Linked DNA regions of Mus musculus: regions 1 and 3 are each linked to region 2. Evidence: chromatin contacts called from public promoter capture Hi-C data. All regions are on one chromosome and are shown on one strand. The core of a region is the stretch at or near the end of the contact, and the rest is flanking DNA. Distances in the headings are between cores, read along the strand shown.

Evidence for each region. Promoter capture Hi-C pulls out the DNA fragments that hold promoters and counts their contacts.
Region 1: a promoter capture Hi-C map of pre-B cells shows a contact between it and region 2. The contact joins the promoter of Gtf2h1 here to the promoter of Ppp6r1 in region 2. A contact is called at or near these places in 3 of 39 promoter capture datasets (cranial neural crest, frontonasal cranial neural crest and pre-B cells).
Region 3: a contact with region 2 is called in a promoter capture Hi-C map of pre-B cells. The contact joins the promoter of Arhgap33 here to the promoter of Ppp6r1 in region 2. A contact is called at or near these places in 3 of 39 promoter capture datasets (cranial neural crest, frontonasal cranial neural crest and pre-B cells).

What each region holds. Positions count from the first base shown.
Region 1 is chr7:46,794,672-46,797,371 of GRCm38.p6, reverse strand. It overlaps Gtf2h1 (general transcription factor II H, polypeptide 1), which reads right to left and starts at 1,278. Exons shown (of 15, transcript NM_008186.4): 1 at 1,084-1,278. Hps5 (HPS5, biogenesis of lysosomal organelles complex 2 subunit 2) reads left to right here and starts at 1,491. Exons shown (of 23, transcript NM_001005247.2): 1 at 1,491-1,944.
Region 2 is chr7:4,657,698-4,660,397 of GRCm38.p6, reverse strand. It overlaps Ppp6r1 (protein phosphatase 6, regulatory subunit 1), which reads left to right and starts at 1,448. Exons shown (of 24, transcript NM_172894.2): 1 at 1,448-1,917.
Region 3 is chr7:30,533,669-30,536,368 of GRCm38.p6, reverse strand. Arhgap33 (Rho GTPase activating protein 33) reads left to right here and starts at 1,309. Exons shown (of 22, transcript NM_178252.3): 1 at 1,309-1,443; 2 at 2,157-2,266. The coding sequence starts at 2,189.

The DNA.
Region 1 (2,700 bases), core at 29-2,528, about 42 Mb before region 2:
GAGGAAGGAAAGGAAGTCACAAGGCTAGATATTGAGAATATTGATTGGAGCCAAGCCCTTAGTGTGCTTCAAGCCAGTTTTCTGTACCCAGGCCTGCATGCTTACCAAGCAATTTACATTGGGCTCTACCTACAGTCCTGTTTTTTTTTTTTGCCAGTTCTGGAAATGAAACCCAGGATCTTACAGGTGCCTAGCAAGAACTCTTAGCTTTAAGCTGCATTCCTAACTCAGAAACCTGTTTTACCATATTTTAAACTGGTGTCTTTAAATGGACAACATCAAAAGACAGAAAGCCAAACCAACCAAACAAAAGCCAACAACGAAGAACAAAAACAAGCAAACAAAAATCCCAAATTAAACTGTGTATACGTTGAGGACACAACTTCCGGAGATCGGTTCTCCCTCCACCACGTGGGTCCCAGAGATGGAACTCAGGTTTGGCAGCAAGCACCTTTACCAGTTGAGCCATTTCACTGTAGCCCTGGGCATACGTTTTAACATCTTTTCCCCACCCTTGTTTTGCAGATGGTAAAATAGACATGTGAGGTCAACTTCACATGAATTTAGTTTCTAAGAACACTGGAGAATTTATAAAAATAATCACATACTTCCATGTATTGATGGTTCACTTTACACTACATGACTGTCAAACTGGTCATAGCTAGAACTGGGTGCGTGGCTCAAGTTTTAATAACAGTTTGAAGAGCAGGATGACAGGTGGAAGCAAGAAGGCACGAGGACACCAAGGTTAGAGGACTTCTTTAACAGGAAAAGAAAGCCTCTCCCGGGCAGGCTCCCTAACGGGAAGGGCCTCGGTGTCTCGGAGAAGCCTCACTTCCTTCGTTCTCAGGTGAGTCTGATCCTTCCAGTCCCTCCCAGCGGAAGAACCTAATGCCTTCGGGCAGTAGATTAAGGGTCAGGGCACCTCCTTCCCATTCCGGGAGAAGAAAGGCAAACCACACAGCCAGCCTGTAGTGTCGTGGAGACGACTACAGCGAAGGGCTCGATCCGCCTGGCCCCGCGCCCCCGGGGCCTGTCAGACCCTCCACGCCCGCCCAACCCCATTCTTCGGTCTCAACTTACCAGGTGGGAGCTACGGTCTCTGGTCTGGGGCGCGGGAAGCGCGTCCCGTCGGATCTGCCTCCGCCGCGCTTCTCACAGCCGCTGCACGGAGGAGGCTGAACCCCTGCGGCCGCAGCCGTCGCCACCGCCTCTGTTGCCGGGGGGTCTCGCCTCCATCGCTGGCTGCGAGGGCGCTGAGGGCACGTGACCGGAAACGCCGGGGCGGGCCTCCGGAGCACGTGACCACCACCGCGGCCGCCATGACACCTTCCGCTAGCTCCCGCCCTCCCCCACCGATTCCCGCCTGTTTCGCTTCTCCTCCTCCGGTCTCGAGCGGCGGAGAGTTTCGGGGATTCGGCTTGGCTCGCCTTTCTCCCTAGAGAGCATCCGGTCCGGCTCCGTGGTGCGTCGTCGGCCCGAGGCGGCTCCCAGACTGCAGGCCGCAGGGAGCGGAATCGCGACCCGCGGCTGGAGGGGGAGGGAGCACGCGCGGGGAGGGGCGTGATCGTCACGTGACGAGGAAGTGCCGTTAACAGCGCTTTCCTCCGGTCCCTGGCGCCCCTGGATGACGTTGCCAGGGAGGGGGCGGGGTGACAGGGTGTGTGAGGTTCAGGTTCCGCTGTCAAGGGGTGTTGAGTGTCTGTGGAGCCTGCTCGGTGAAAGCGATCGCTGGTCTCTGGGGGGGGCGGAACTCGGCCCGCTAGTCAGCCTGAGGTTCTGTGAACCTGGCTTGGAAAACCTGCTTCCTGGACTTCTCCAGAGTGACAGCTGCGGTTTAAAGTCATAAAAGTTAGCTGTGATTGACGGGAGCTCCTTGTGGTCAGGGACTTGGTCTGCTGCGCATCCTTCATCTCCAGCAGCGCCTCCAGGGCCTAGAACACGGTAGGCACTTAGAACGTTGAATGAATGAATGCATGCAAGCATGAGCGAGTCGTTAAGTTTTCTGAGGTAGAGTTTCCTGATCATTATTGGATAAGGAAGTTCCTATTGTGGAAATAAAGTCTATTAACTCCCCTTTGCATAATTTCTTCAATCGTTGTTACTTTGCGTCTTTCGAGCCTTTCCTTCCACGCACCTTGTGGGATTAGATACACCATGGTTTGCTTTGGCTTTGTGAGCAGCAATCACTGTCTACCACTCTTGAATTATAAAAATAATCTTGGGAAGTGAGAAAGATGTTTCGATCTCACATAAATTCTACTTTCATTTATTATTGGGGGAGAAGGTGGCATGGCACCGCAGTTTTTTTGTTTGTTTGTTTTGTTTCTGTTTTTTTTGTTTGTTTGTTTTGTTTCTGTTTTTTTGTTTTGTTTTGTTTTGTTTTCTCGAGACAGGGTTTCTCTGTGTAGCCCCGGCTGTCCTGGGACTCACTCTATATACTTGACTGGCCTGGAACTCAGAAATCTGCCTGTCTCTGCCTCCCAAGTGCTGGAATTAAAGGTGTGCTCCACCACTGCCCGGTTGACACCTCAGCTTTTTGTAATTGGTTCTCTCCTATCTTTCTGTGAGTTCTTGGGCCCCTGGGATCACCAAGCATAGCAATAAACCATTTCTTGGGCCCTCCTCTTCCTCCTCCACGTTTGCCTTTATCATTATTATTATTATTATTATTTTTAGCATTGTGACCCTTGGGAAAGC
Region 2 (2,700 bases), core at 199-2,698:
CTGTCTTTTCTTGCTGTGTTGTGCTGGGACCATCTGTTCTTTAACACACACACACACACACACACACACGTACTTTTAAAAACATATTTGAGTGTATAAAGAGGGGCATGGCCTGTGAATGGAGGTTAGAGGACAGTGTGGGGCATTGATTCTCCCTTTCTCCCATGTGGGTATTGGGATCGAATTTTAAGTTGAGCCAGGTTATGGGCTTGCACAGCAGCCACCTTTGCCCATGAAGCCAGCTCGACATCCTTGAAGTTTTGTGTGAAAGTTAATCTTCATTGCCAAGTTGGCAGGATTTAGAATCACCATGGAAACACATCTCCAGTGTGTGTATGAGTTTCCAGAAAGGTCTAACTGGGGAGAGAAGACCCATCCTGGAATTGGGGGTGGGGTGGGGGGGGGGGGCAGGCTGAACTTAAAGGAGACAGGGAGCAGAGCTAGTGTTCACTTTTAATATGAAGGTGCTCTCTTACACAGAACTCAGTTGATACAAGATCGAACAAAAATTAAAAGCAGCACAGCCCAGGAGAGACAAGACGAAAAAAATTACTGACAGGTGTTAATCTGTGCAAGTCCATTAAAGCCATTTGAGAAGGGGTGGAGAAAAATATCTACATCCCTTGAAAGTCAAAATAATGACTGACGTGAAATGTCCCCGAAATATAAAGTCCTAATCTGCTGTTTTAAAAAAGGAAAACTAATGTTTCTTACATGCATTTATCTAGTCCTTACAGCTGACCTCTAAAACGGGCACGAAGGAGCAGGGGATGAAAGTTGGGGTAAACCGAGGCTCAGCGCTAGAAAAGGCCCTTTAGTGACTGAATCCCGGCGTTAAGGGGTTCCTCCCGGTTGTTACAAGAGGAGGCTTTGTGCAGCAACTGGCAACAGTAGACGCGGCTTGGGCAAATGCCTGAGTAGGAGGTCAGCCAGAAAACCTCGGCAGACGCTTAGGCATCCGGGACGAACCCGACTGAACAAAAGCAACCAGCTTCGCGTGAGGACGAAAAGTTGGAATGGATTTCTTAGGAGTTGACTCGAGTCAAAGAAATATGGTTGAAGGAGTCGGAATAACAATCGGATTTCCGAAGGTAGCTTTCAGGGCGAAAGATCCTAGAACCGAATATTCAGCGGATTTTGGAATGTAGTCACAGAAAACGGGGTTCTGGCTGCAGCAGCGCCTGCGCACTGGGCCCTCTAGGTTTATTCAGGGAGAGAACATTGGCAACCGTGGGCACGGACAGCCGCGGAGTTCCGGAGTGGGCGGGTTCTGGGCGCCAGCGCTCACCGCGCACGCGCCTCGCCAGGCCGACCTAGCGGCCTCTCGCGCACCTGCGCACGGAGAGCGACCACGAGAGGGCGGAGCCTGTCTTCTTGCGTCCTCCCGCGCTCGGGGCATTGTGGGACAGTGGCGGAGGTAGCCCTGCGTCGGAGGCCTTAAGGTGGACGGCTGGGGCCGGGGAGACCCAGCCGCTTCGGGTGACAGTAAAGCCGAGGGGACGGGCGTCGGCTCTCGGTGCAATTCTGCACCCGTCGGGCTGCGGAGGCTTCTTTTTCCTGTCCCGCGGGTGCCGGCGTGTCAGTGTGTAACCCGCGGCGACTTCCCCCGTCGCCCTGCTTCGGAGGCGCCTGCGCGGGCCTCGCGTCGGCCACGGAGCTCTGCGGTGGAACGAGTGCGCCTACTTTTTCGCGACGACCCGAACTCGTCGAAGCTCGGTGGTGAGGCAGGGGATTCCCTGTGACTGGAGGGCGCTTGCGCGGGTTCGCGAGCTCCGGCCCGGGCGCCTGCGCGAGCCCACCGGCGCCGCCCCCGCCCCTCTTAGCCGGCCCCTCGACAGGGCCGGAGCCGCCGGCGGCGGGGCGGCAGGGGCGCCCCGATGAGCCCCGAGTGCGAGGAGCCGCCGCCCCCCCGCGCAGGTGAGCCCCGCAGCTGCCTTCCCGGGCGTGCGCCTTCTAATCCGGAGTCTTTTCCTCAAATCTCCCTGAGCGCCCCTGAGTCTCTTAGTATCCTCCCTTTCACTCCCTAAGTCTTTTAGCCACTTGCCAGTATCATCAAGTCTATTTCCTGTCGCCGGGCCTGTGTCTACTTCGCTGTCATTCCCAGCCCGTCTTCCTCGTCTATTGGGGACCCTCTCTAAGTCTCTTAGACTCTTCTCCCCGCAGCCCCCAGCCCCCATCTCTTCCCACTGGGATCTACATCACCTCCACCTATCATTCTGACTCAGCTCTCTTGGGATTTGGGCCCACTCCCCTGTCCCCCCTGTCGTAGTCTTCCTCCTCTAGGGTGCCTTTCTCTTTCCTTCCTCTTGCCTGCTCTTTTGTGCTCACCTCTGTGTCTACCTACTCTTTTCACTCTCACCAGCCTTCGTGGACTCTTGACCTTTTTGTTTCTCACCCTCTGCTCAGGAAGGCAAGGTTAAACAGGTCTTTTCCTTCGCCTTGGCTGTGGCTGTCCTGTCCCTGTTTGTCCCTAGTTTCCTGTGGTGAGGAGGCACTTTGGAACCACTGTTTGGTGCGCTACTGGGTATTCTGTGAGATGAGGCCCATTGAGGGCAGAACTTGGTTGCTGGGTCCAGGAGGGAGTGGTCAGTGGAAGTCCCTGGTACTTTTATCTACTCAGGGAGCCAAAGGCAGAGCTGGACAGTCACAATTACTGTGTGTTGTGATGGTGGTAACCCAGGGTGCTGTGGCAGCAGGCCG
Region 3 (2,700 bases), core at 60-2,559, about 26 Mb before region 2:
CTCCCCCCACCCAGCACTTTCCATATTTCGCCATCCCAACTAGCTTTTCTCTCGGATGATACATATTTATATTTATTTTGTTCATTATCTTCCCCCATCAGCCTTTGATTTGGAGGTTTTAAATTTTTTTATTTAATGCATACAGGTATTTTGCCTGTGTATATGTTGGGGGTTCCATGTGTGCCTAGTGCCCACAGAGAGCATCTTCTGGACATCTTGGAGCTGTAGCTGGTGAACAGTCATGTGGGTGCTTGGAACAGGGAGTAGAAATCTGAGGACTCTGGAAGAGTAGTCAGTGCTAACTGCTGAGCCATCTCTCCAGTCCCTAATTTGGTTTGTTTGAGACAGATTTTCACTATGCAGCTCAAGCTGGCCTCAAATTCATGATTCTCCTGCACCCACTTTTCCAGTGCTGAGATTACAAACCGAAATCACCTAGTTCATACTAGCCTTTGAGCTTCCATATGGGTAAGGCTGTATTTTTTTTTTTTTTGATTATTGGTATATCCCCGAATTAAATAATCAAAGTCTTTAAAAGCCTGGACCGGGAGCGTGCTACCGAAACGAGAGGCCTGCTCAGGTCCAGATCAGTGAAAGCATCCTTCCGGAAAGGGTGTGGCTGCAATGCTTTCTAGGCACTTCTCTATCGTTTAAAAAAAGAAAAAAGACTGCACCTGGCTTTCTGAGAGGCATGAATGTCATAGCATTCCATACAGAAGCTTTTCCTAGAAAAAGATGTCAAAGGCTAGCCTCAAATAAGCGAATATAGGGAAACAAGGAAAGATGTCCAGTGAATAGGGGGAGGCCAAGTCGCACAGAGCCTAGGGTGGGGACACAGCGGGGTGTGCGAGATCAAAAAGCTTGTGGGCGGGGTCAGGATCAGGACTGACAGCGTGGGGACTGGAGGACCCGCATTTCGAAAAGGCTGCTTGTGGGGGATAGTCGTAGGCGAACCCAATGAAGCACGTCCGAGGAGCGACCGCGGGAGGAAAGGGCAGGCTGCTTAAGGAGAGAAGTGGCGGCAGCGGAGCATAAAGAATACAGGGTTTTATCTCAGGAGGGCCCTGACAGCCAATGCCAACCATCCATGGGCGTGGCGCTGTCAAACTTCGGGGGGTGGGACTGGAGAGACGGGGCGGGGATGGGGGCGGGAAGTAGAGCAGCACTCAAAGCCAATAAGCAGCCGCCTTGTGGGCGGGGCGTAGCCCTCAGGCCAAAACTGGAGCCAATGAGAAGGGCCTCCGCGTGCCCGCTGGCCCGCCCCTCATGGGGCGCGCGCCAGAGACCCCCCCGGCAGCCGTTAGGGGAGGAGCCTGCGACCGCCCGCGCGCGCCTCACGCCCTCCCCTTTGTGTCACCATGGCGGCGGAGGCGGCGGTGGCGAGGACTGCGAACGAGGGCTCGAAAGCCGCCGGGGTCTGAGGAGGCTACCGCGACCATGGTGGTGAGGGGCCCTCGGGGCCATCAGTCTGTGTGTCCGCGTGCCAGTCTGTCCGCGCGGCCCCGCCCTGCGCGCCCCGCCCCCGGCCCCGCCCGAGCCCGCGGCCTGCGCGCCGCCCCTCACCCTTCCTCGCGGTCCCCTACGGTCTCCACCTCGGTGCGGTCCTGGGTCGCGGCCCGGGCCTCGACCCCGCCCCCTCAGCGCACATTTCCTCCCTCCCCCTTCTGGGCCCTGAAAAAGGGGTGACAGTGGCGGAGGATCCGGACTTGAGAAAAGGGGGCTGGTTCAGGGAAGGACCCGCGCGCCCCATGAGGGCTTCCCCCCTGCAGGCGTCTGCCGAGGCTCCCTGGAAACCAGCCCCCACTCCAGCGCCCTCCTCAGCATCCTCATCCCCAGTCACCCTCCCGACCACCACCTCCTGCTCCCAACAGCCCCTTTCTCATTCCTGAGCCCCACCCCCATCTCACTCCATCCCCTGCCTGACCCTTTTCTTCTTCATTTTCATCCCACGCCACGCGCTCTCAATCCCTCCACCGACATCGATCTGAACCTTTATCGAAGTCTCTCCCGCCGCTTCCCGATCCTTACTCGAGGCCAACATCGCGCCTCCCGCCTCCGTTCCACTTGAGCCTTGGGGCTTCTCCATCTCCTTGTCTTCATCTCCCCTCCTCCATACTGCTCCCGCTCATTCATCCATTCATTCCCTCACTCCACAGACATTCACTGAGACCTCCTCTGTGCAGGCCCCATGCTCCAGGCACAGAAACAGTCAGATCCCATCCTGCCTTGGGGAGCTTCATGGGCTGGCAGGGGACAGACTCTGAGGGTGAGACCCAGGGATGAACTTGGGGTTGCAGGGACACGGAGGAGGGAAAAAGCCCAGTCTAGCAAATCCCCGAATCCCCATCTGGCAGCTGGTTATTTTATTCATCAGAGTTGCCCAGTCTATGCCGTGCAACTGGATTGGCACTGCGTGTCAGGGACCCAGAGAAGAATCATACATACAGTACTAACTCTGTGCTGATCTCTGTTGGGCATTGGCGGGGGTGGGGGTGAGGGTGTCAGCCTGGGGCCCTATTTCCAAAGGGAGAGATGAGTTCCTTGCAGGAAGCATCTCAGAGTGAGATGGATAAGCTCAGGTATAGTTGTGTAGTATGGGATGGAGAAAGCCCACAGGATGGGATGGAGACAATTGTCTGAAACAGCCTTAGATGGACAGAGAGGGCTTTCTGAAGGAACACACATGAGGAATGAGGAGGA